3 separate regions of the Mus musculus genome follow, and all the other regions are linked to region 1. Evidence: chromatin contacts called from public Hi-C and HiCAR-type data. All regions are on one chromosome and are shown on one strand. Each heading gives the region's core, a stretch centred on a gene start, on an enhancer-like site or on the middle of the called end of the contact. The rest is flanking DNA. Distances are from core to core; before and after follow the strand shown.

The links. A called contact is a pair of places that touch in the nucleus more often than the background predicts. HiCAR-type assays count read pairs that join an accessible place to other places.
Region 2: a HiCAR-type map of fibro-adipogenic progenitors shows a contact between it and region 1, with 2.6 times the contacts expected there. The contact joins two enhancer-like sites. A contact is called at or near these places in 2 of 484 Hi-C or Micro-C datasets (LSK cells and liver) and 1 of 115 datasets of contacts at active chromatin or transcription factors (fibro-adipogenic progenitors).
Region 3: a Hi-C map of uterus shows a contact between it and region 1, with 1.7 times the contacts expected there. The contact joins two enhancer-like sites. A contact is called at or near these places in 6 of 484 Hi-C or Micro-C datasets (epidermal suprabasal cells, group 2 innate lymphoid cells, nephron progenitors and 1 more) and 15 of 115 datasets of contacts at active chromatin or transcription factors (the SCID.adh cell line, T-cell acute lymphoblastic leukemia, craniofacial prominence and 12 more).

What each region holds. Positions count from the first base shown.
Region 1 is chr9:69,090,915-69,093,614 of GRCm38.p6, forward strand. The region is part of intron 1 of Rora (RAR-related orphan receptor alpha); the gene reads left to right. Among named protein-coding and RNA genes, the nearest start is that of Gm46153, 210 kb to the right of the region's middle. Within about 2 kb of position 1,392, at least 111 of the 459 cell types and tissues checked have an H3K27ac peak or open chromatin away from gene starts, as enhancers often do. A contact at or near this core is called in the SCID.adh cell line, fibro-adipogenic progenitors, group 2 innate lymphoid cells and 1 more, where this site is marked.
Region 2 is chr9:68,939,877-68,942,576 of GRCm38.p6, forward strand. All of the region lies in intron 1 of Rora (RAR-related orphan receptor alpha), which reads left to right. Among named protein-coding and RNA genes, the nearest start is that of Gm31262, 120 kb to the left of the region's middle. Within about 2 kb of position 1,330, at least 55 of the 459 cell types and tissues checked have an H3K27ac peak or open chromatin away from gene starts, as enhancers often do. A contact at or near this core is called in fibro-adipogenic progenitors, where this site is marked.
Region 3 is chr9:69,300,207-69,302,906 of GRCm38.p6, forward strand. The region is part of intron 2 of Rora (RAR-related orphan receptor alpha); the gene reads left to right. Gm46153 (a long non-coding RNA gene) reads right to left here. Exons shown (of 2, transcript XR_001779364.2): 2 at 214-449. Among named protein-coding and RNA genes, the nearest start is that of Gm46153, 4.0 kb to the right of the region's middle. Within about 2 kb of position 1,370, at least 66 of the 459 cell types and tissues checked have an H3K27ac peak or open chromatin away from gene starts, as enhancers often do. A contact at or near this core is called in the SCID.adh cell line, group 2 innate lymphoid cells and uterus, where this site is marked.

The sequences.
Region 1 (2,700 bases), core at 142-2,641:
GTGTGAAAGAGAGAGGGACATAGAGACAAAGAGACATAGAGACAAAGACAGGGTCAGAGTCAGGGAGACAGAGAGACGGGGAGGAGGACGGGGAGAGAGGGAGATTAGAGCTGATCAGTAGCAACACTAGGGCAGTTTGTGTAGCTTTTTGCTTGTCAGATGGTTTCATTAGTATAAATCCCCAAGAGAGGGATTACTGAGTCAGGGTGAAGTGCATCTTCTGATTCCTGTTACAAAGCACGGGTGTTTCTTTAGTGAGGAATTATGCTGATTTACAGCCTAAGTCTCTCAGGTTCAGTGCAGCCTGACCAGCATCAAGAATATTAGTTTGTAAGACAAAAATGAAAAGACCCCTCTGAGGTTGCGTTAATTTTCATTTTTATTACTAGCTGGAATGAGCATTTCCTTACAAGTTCTCTCGTCTAGGGCCACTCATGAGCAATGTTTTAGGGCCACGTTTGTGGGACAGATGCAGAAAGGGAAACGTCTCTTCCCTTGGCTGGGAAGGTGGGTGGCAGCTGTGGAGGAGTGCCTACCGTCTCCATTGAAAGTGATTAAAGTGATTTCTGTGACAAGGAGTATCTGTACGGCCATCCTGCCAGTTAAAAACAAATAGATGACTGTCACTCTTGTGACCCAAAGAGACAGACCTTCAAAGTAAAGGACCCCGTTGAGGACACATTGTTATTATTTTTGTTGTCCTTATTGAAAGGTTTGGAAGGAGCTGGCGGGAGTCTTGGGCCGAGGTGCTTCCATCTTTCAGTCATCCCCAGGGAGGCTTCCGATGGCAAAGCCTGGCTGCAAAATGCATGACGGTGCCTGTCTTCAACCCTGGACTTCATCCATCTTGACTTTCCTAAGTCCCTAACCATTGGTCTTCCGAAGACTTGCAGAAGGGGTGCGGGTGGGGTGTTTCGATTTGGTTTGTTTTGAGATAGGGTCTCATGTAACTAAGGCTGGCTTCAAACCTGCTGTGTAGTCAAGGATGACCTTAAACGTCTGATCTCCTGCCTCTGGTCTCTTGGTATTATGACCACCACTCTGCCCTGTTCTATGTAATGCTGGGTATGGAACCCAGGGTTCCATACATGCTGGGCAAACATTCCACCAACTGAACTATTTTGCTAGAAGAGGGCTTGTTTTAAGGTTTAATAAAGTTGGGCCTGGAAGTCCCAGCTTGGTTCCCTCTGCTGGCTTCCCCTACTGTGCAAGGGAGGACTTGAAAACTGTGGAATGAAATAGGAAGCGCCTGGCTCTAGGCTCTCAAGACAGCAAGCTTTCTCTGTCTAGTTTCTTATCACAATGCTAATAAGGCCTTTCCTGCTCCTTTCTGTCCCTTCCCCCGCCAGGGAGGCAGGCAGCCAGAGCTTATATAACTGACTTGACACCAAGGCCAAGTCGCTGGCTTGCTCAGCCTACAGAGCTGTGGAAAGCTACTTTCGTTCTCCCTCCCTCCACTTGCCTGGGAGGAGCTCATGCTGACCCGAGTCACGAAATCCACTCCACTGGACTCTGTGGGCCTCTCCAAGCTGAAGAGACACCTTAGAAACACCGGGGAACTGGCCAGGCACAGTCCTGCCTCCTTTAGGCGGAGGGGAAATCAAGCCAAGGGCTCAGTAGGTGCCAATGAAGTCCTAGCTGAAGCAGACAAAACCTCAACTGCTTGTGTTTTCTCTCCCCCCCCCCGCCCCCCATGGGTGTGGTTTTAAAGATGCATGCAAGCCAGAAATGCTACCCTGGCTGCTGGGAGATGCAAGTCCAAGGGAGTCCCCAACCTCAAAGTTGACAGTTACAAACATGCTGCGTTCACACTCATCTGGAACAGTGCTGATCTAGGCGAAGAAAAAGCTGTGTTCACCTCTCCCGATTACACTCCATCACAACCAGCCAGCCTGAGAACCCCACATCCAGAGCAAACATCCCACCACACACACACTCACCCGCTTCACCACCAGATTGTCTATAACACCAGAGCATGGTGGGATGTAAATTCGGCCTGCTGAATCCAAAAGACCCAGCTGTCCTCTTTACTAGTTTTGTAACTTGTTTCTGTATATGCTTATGCATTGTGAATATGTATGTTTGCCACGGGGTGGGTGGTGGTTAATATGCACATACATGCAGGTGTGCATATGCATGGAGCCCAGAGGTTGATGTTATCAGAGTCTTCCTCAATCACTCTCTACTTTCTTTACTAAAGCAGGCCCCTTACTGAAGCTGGATCAGGCTGATCTAGCTCTAAGTTTTGGGGGATGGGGAAGACCATCCCCCAAAACTAACCTAACCCAATCAAGGCTCCCTAACCTTGAATTGACAGATGGCCCACCACTCCTGTCCGGCTTTGACGAGGGTGCTGGGGATCTAAACTGCCCCGGTCCTCTTGACTATGTGGGGAAATAGTTTACTCCCTGAGTCATTTTCCTAGCCCCCTAGTTTTATAACTTTTGAGAAGTGACTTAATCTTTCTCAGATTAAAGTGCTTCATCTGTGAAATGGTCACAATGAGAGAACCAAACTAATAAGACATTGGGGAAATTGGGGAATGTCCAGTGGGTTATAAAACAGAAAGCCTTTGCGGGATTGCATGACCTGTGTTAGATGCAAATCAAAAATCTCTATTTTTTTTTCTTCCTGTCTCTTAAACCTTTCTAACCTAGGCCAAGTGGCATCTGCCTTTAGGGACAACAACATCTGTCATCA
Region 2 (2,700 bases), core at 80-2,579, 150 kb before region 1:
CTAAAGACGGGCTTCCTCCAGCAAAGCTATATCCCACCTCCCCAAACAGTGCCCCCGCTGGGGCCCACGCCTTTAAATACTCACACCTCTGAGCACCAATTCTTCCATCCACAGCAGTTGGAATGCTGTCTTCCGCACTGCAATGCTCTTCTACACTGATTGAGACCATTACCGAGAAAATGCCAGGCTAGGTTTCTCCCCTCTATAGCCACTGTGTGAAGAAGAGAGTACCAGGTTTTCATTAAGGCAGAAGACCTGATAGATGTGTGGTTCTCTCTGTTTCTCCATCCTGGTGAGTTATGAAGAGACATACCCTGGTGCCAAGAGTGACACCAAGTCTCTCCATCAGAATAGCCCCTCAAGTTGCCTCACACCAGGCTGGGCTACACTGAGACCTTGTTCCAAGACTTTGTTCCAGTGAAGCAAGAACTGTTTGTAAGCAGCTAGAGGAGGTAGAGAGAATAATACTGCTTTGGGCATGGCTCTCCCCTTGACCCAGAGGGCTCCCTGGAGTGATGGATGCCAGGGTCGCCACATCAGATAGGCTTGGATCCTGCATAATTACATCTCTATGGAACTTTACAGAGCGACTCTGATTCTTCTCTCGCACACATTTCCTTGCGGCTGGTATTTCCTCGGTGACTCTCGAGGCTGAGTAGCCACAGAGCATGCATATTGTATGGGGAGGCTCTTCATCAGCAATGCCAACCTTGCTTTGTCCAACTCCAAGGGACTCGGGTTGCGAATCACTCTGTGATCACCTCACGCCATCCATAGCAGACAAGAGCAATCGTCCACAGAGGCAAAGATGAGTAACTTCTGGGAAGAGTGCATCCCTTAGTTCTCCAAGGGCTGCACTTTGAGGATCGCTGTGTGTGTAGTGTCTAGCAGTGCAGCCTACCCTGCTCCAGCAGGGGAGGATAAAGCTACCAGTTTGAGTCTGATGTTTTATTTATCTGTACTGGTAACTTTATGTAGGGTGTGTTTCTCTGTTTGGGCCTCAAGGCTGGTTGAGCAAAAGGCGGGAAACATTAATAAGTAATAGAGAGAGAGGGGCTGTCCATTTATAGTCTTTCAGAGATGACCTGGTTTCCATTCCAATGGGAGCGTTAGTGTTGTTTTAGAGTGATAGGCATCTGTGGATGCTTGCAGTGGTGCATTCGGGGATAACCAGGAGGGACACCTGCTTAGGCTATTTTTAGAATAAAAATTAAGAAACCTCAGGCAGCCCCAGGGGCCCTCCCCAGTTGGCAGTGCACACACTGTGAGCCCGAATAGTCCATTTTCCTGGGGTTGCGTGGGATCACTGTGTTCCTTTCTGTTCGCCTCCAGTGTCTGGTTATTATTAAACCACCCTTTGTGAGAGATTAACTCTGGCTTCCCTCCCAGTGAGGAGATGTCTACACAGAGCCAGAGTAGGCAGCCAATGGCAGGCACATGGGTTATTTGGTGTCGTACAGGAACAAACAACTGGTTGACAAGCCAGTTCTTCACTTTCTGATGGCTTCCCTTGGCATGGTAACAAGCTTCCGTAGCACATGGTATAAATGCTTCCCGAGCCTGCCTGCCTGCCTTCATTCATTCAGAAAGTATTTCCTAAGGGCCCCCTGTGGGATTTATTATTTCTAAAATGGGGATAATCGTGGTACCTATTGCATAGAATTATGTGGATTAAATGAGCTAATAATGTGTTAAGGATTTAGAACAGTGCCTGGCACGTAGTTAAGGCTTAGTCAAGTCAAGCTTGGCTGTGCAATTGAAGGGCTGATTTTTTTTTTGTTGTTGTTGTTCTAGGTGAGAAATGGACAGTGGAGCCAACAGTATAGAAAGAAAGATAGTTTCTGTGGTAAAGTAGGGAACTCAATTTTTATAGTGTGTGTGTGTGTGCGTGTGCGTGTGCGTGTGTTCAAATTAGTCTGGGAACCAGAGGTCATCCTTGGGTGTCACTCTCTAGGCAAACCTTACTTTTGAGACACTCACTAGCCTGGACTTGGTCTACAAGGCTACACTTGCTAACCAGCAGGCCCAAGGGATCCTACTTTTGGCCTCACCAGTGCTAAGATTACAAGCACTCTATCTAAGCACTTGCCTGGCTTTTAAATGTGGGTTCCGATGACCAAACTCCAGTTCTCATTGATTTTGCTGTGTGTGTTTGGGGATGGGGTGTTGTTGTTGTTGTTGTTTGTTTTGGTTTTTCAAGACAGGATTTCTCTGTGTAGCCTTGGCTGTCCTAGAACTCACTCTGTAGACCAGACTGGCCTCAAACTCAGAGATCTACTTGTCACTGCATCCATAATGCTGGGATTAAAGGCATGCGCCACCACTGTCAGGCTAATTCTCATGATTTTAAGGCAAGCCCTTGACTGACTGGCCCATCTCCCCAGTGTGAGGGATTCATTTTAATGGGGCCAAATCTATAGACAAGGGTGATGCTTCCTGATATCATGGTTCACAGAGTGAAATTCTTTGAGCGGTCATATCACCATCATCTGAGTGTGAAATATAAATTCTTTATCCTTGCCCAAGGGTTTCAAGTCAAATATTTCAGAGTTTGGGCCAGCAATTTGTGTTTGAATAAAGCCTCAGAGATTCTCCTTGCTAAGTTTGAAAAGAGCTGCCTAGTCTCTTGATGGCACTGGGAAAGAAAAAACTTGGACAATGTCTGCTTCATGACCTATACTGTATTTAACATCTACTAGT
Region 3 (2,700 bases), core at 120-2,619, 210 kb after region 1:
CACATACCCCCCACACACATACACACACACACACACACACACACACACACACACACACAGACATGTACTTAAAAGTCAAATTTTAAACAATATATGTGTATTTGTGTGTGCGTGTTCTATTTGAGATTCTGGTGATTTTGGTCTGATGGCCTTGGTGGATCGCATGTGCTGGTAAATTGTAAGCTGCATAGATGATTCTGATTGAGAAATCGCTTAAGTTCAACACCTTTATTTGATGCATGAGTCATCTGGGCCCCCAGTTGCCACACGGTGTTGAGGAGTGGAAAGCCCCAGCCTGCGTGTGGAGGGAAGCGGATGAAGGCATGGGCTCTAGTCTGGATCTGCTGCATGGTAACTGGCAGGTTTTCTTCGCTTGCCTTCTTGCCCTGTTTGTAAAATTAGAAGGTTGTGATTGACAGCTGCCAAGGTCTTTTCCAGAGTTCATGTTTCTATAAGAAAAAAAAATGTTTCCGTTACAGTTGAAAGGTGGGCTGGGGTCTCTCGTTCAAGATGTAGGAAAGGCACACAGAAGCCTGCTGACTTCTTTACTCCCTGTCCCCAACTATAACTGCTTAAGATACTTCAGTCGGCTAACCAGCTCCTTTTGGAAGTGAAAATTCTAAGGTAGAAAGAGGTAATTACTAATGCCAGCTATTTAAATACATTTTAAAACAAGAAGGCTTTCATTAATATTAACAAATATGCCTAAACTTAGTTCTGGCAAATTACAGCCCTGCTTTATCAAGTTCTAGCCCAAAGCCTTTTCCATTTTTGATGGTTGAGTTGAAACCTAGGAGTGGGGTATTAACTGAAAAATGAAGACCACCAAACAGCCTAAACCACTGTATTCCACCGTGATTGTATTCCCAACGGCACACTAAAGCCCCAGATCCCTAAGAGATGTAGTACACCCCCCCATTTCTCCCCAGTGATTAGCAGGCAGAAATGCTGTGCCTCCTGGGCCACCTGCTTAAAAACAAACAAACAAACAAACAAAACAACAACAGCAAACAGAACCAGAAGGAAACATGGAGATCTGTCCCTACTTCATCTGAAGCCAGAAATCCAAAAGAACTTGAGTTTTATTACAATGTTGATCGAAGGAGAAGGGTCTGTTAGACACCAGTTTCCTGTGATGTAAGTGAGGGTTGGGGTGAGGGGATGATATTTGACATTTCCAGAAGTGATTAAACAAAGTTTGGAAAGAAAAATCTGATGGGAGTCAGCACGTGAAATTAGAGTTGTATCTTCAACAGCTCCTTTAAAGACTGAGCACATTGCCTGTTTCTGGTTGGGTAGAAATTTAAAGGGAAAGCCAGGCTTCTATCCAGCAGAATCGTCTTAACAGAAGTTTCCTGTTTCCACCACTGCAGAGAAACAAAGTTGTTACAATGAGTTAAGATGGTTCAAACTTTTGGCAGCCTCTCCGCAGGCCCCTGCCGCCGCCGCCAACTCTTTTACAGTTTCTGTGTCGTTTCAAATGGTTGCTTAGGAGAAATACTGACCAAACTCCTCCTTTTGACTACTAAAATGGCTCAGAGAGTTTCTCGGGATGTTTTTATTTGCTAGAAATTTGTTTTGCAGTTAAGCTTCTCTTGTTGAGGGAGTTTGGTTACCAGCCATCTGACGATGCCTCGCCTCGGGGTGTTTACAGAAAACGTGGGTGCTGCAATTACATTGGAGCACAGCCCTCCCCCACCACAGATAGCATAGTAATCAACAGGAATGGGAAAACATGTATTTAAGGATTTGATGCTTGTAAAAAAGGGGCTGTAAAGGAACATGGTTGTTCAGATGTGAGAAGTGACTGGCGGCTCTCCTTATAGGCATGCTAGTAACAATAAAGTCTCCAAGTTCAACATCAAAGTCATCACGGTTTACTCCACCAGTGACTTGCACATCAAAGGGGAGCTTAAGACAAAGGGAGGAATGCTTTACCTCATGGCCAGATCCTTTAGGGGAGTGGGGGGTGGGGGGATGTGGCTTGCAGTTCCTCACTTCCTAAGGCAGGGCAAATGAGAACCAATTTCCCTCCTACCACTTGCCATTTACTTAGGAAAGATTCCTCACAGGAGAGATCGGATCCTCTTCCTTCAGGCAGCAAACTCGGTACCAAGGTGGGCATCTCAAACTTCACCTAATATGCCACATGAAATCCCCCACCAAATAGGACAGTTTAAACTGGGTGAGCTTGTAGTTGGTTGGTGAATTACCCTTGACAACATAATTTGGGACCTCGGTTTGCAATCTCTCTTCTCTCCTCCTCCTCCTCCTCCTCCTCCTCCTCCTCCTCCTCCTCCTCCTCCTCCTCCTCCTCCTCTCCTTCTCTCTCTCTCTCACTCTCTCATTAACCTTGTGGGTGGAGTCTTGCTGAATCAGACATGTGGTACTTAACAGGTGTGTGTATGTGTGTGTGTGTGTGTGTGTGTGAGAGAGAGAGAGAGAGAGAGAGAGAATGAAATTTAGACCTGTTAAACCAGCTCTTAATTAATCACCGGGTCTATGTCCCTGTTCCCCAACTCATGTCATGTATATTCCAAAATGCTGAGCTTAGAACAAGAGTCAGGAGCTGAAGACACACACACACACCCCTTGAATATTACATTGAAAATAAAACCAGCCATGCAAGTATTAGGGATGGTTTGAAATGATACGCTCTTTCTCTCCCCCCACCCCCTTGCCTTTGAAATGTGAGATTCT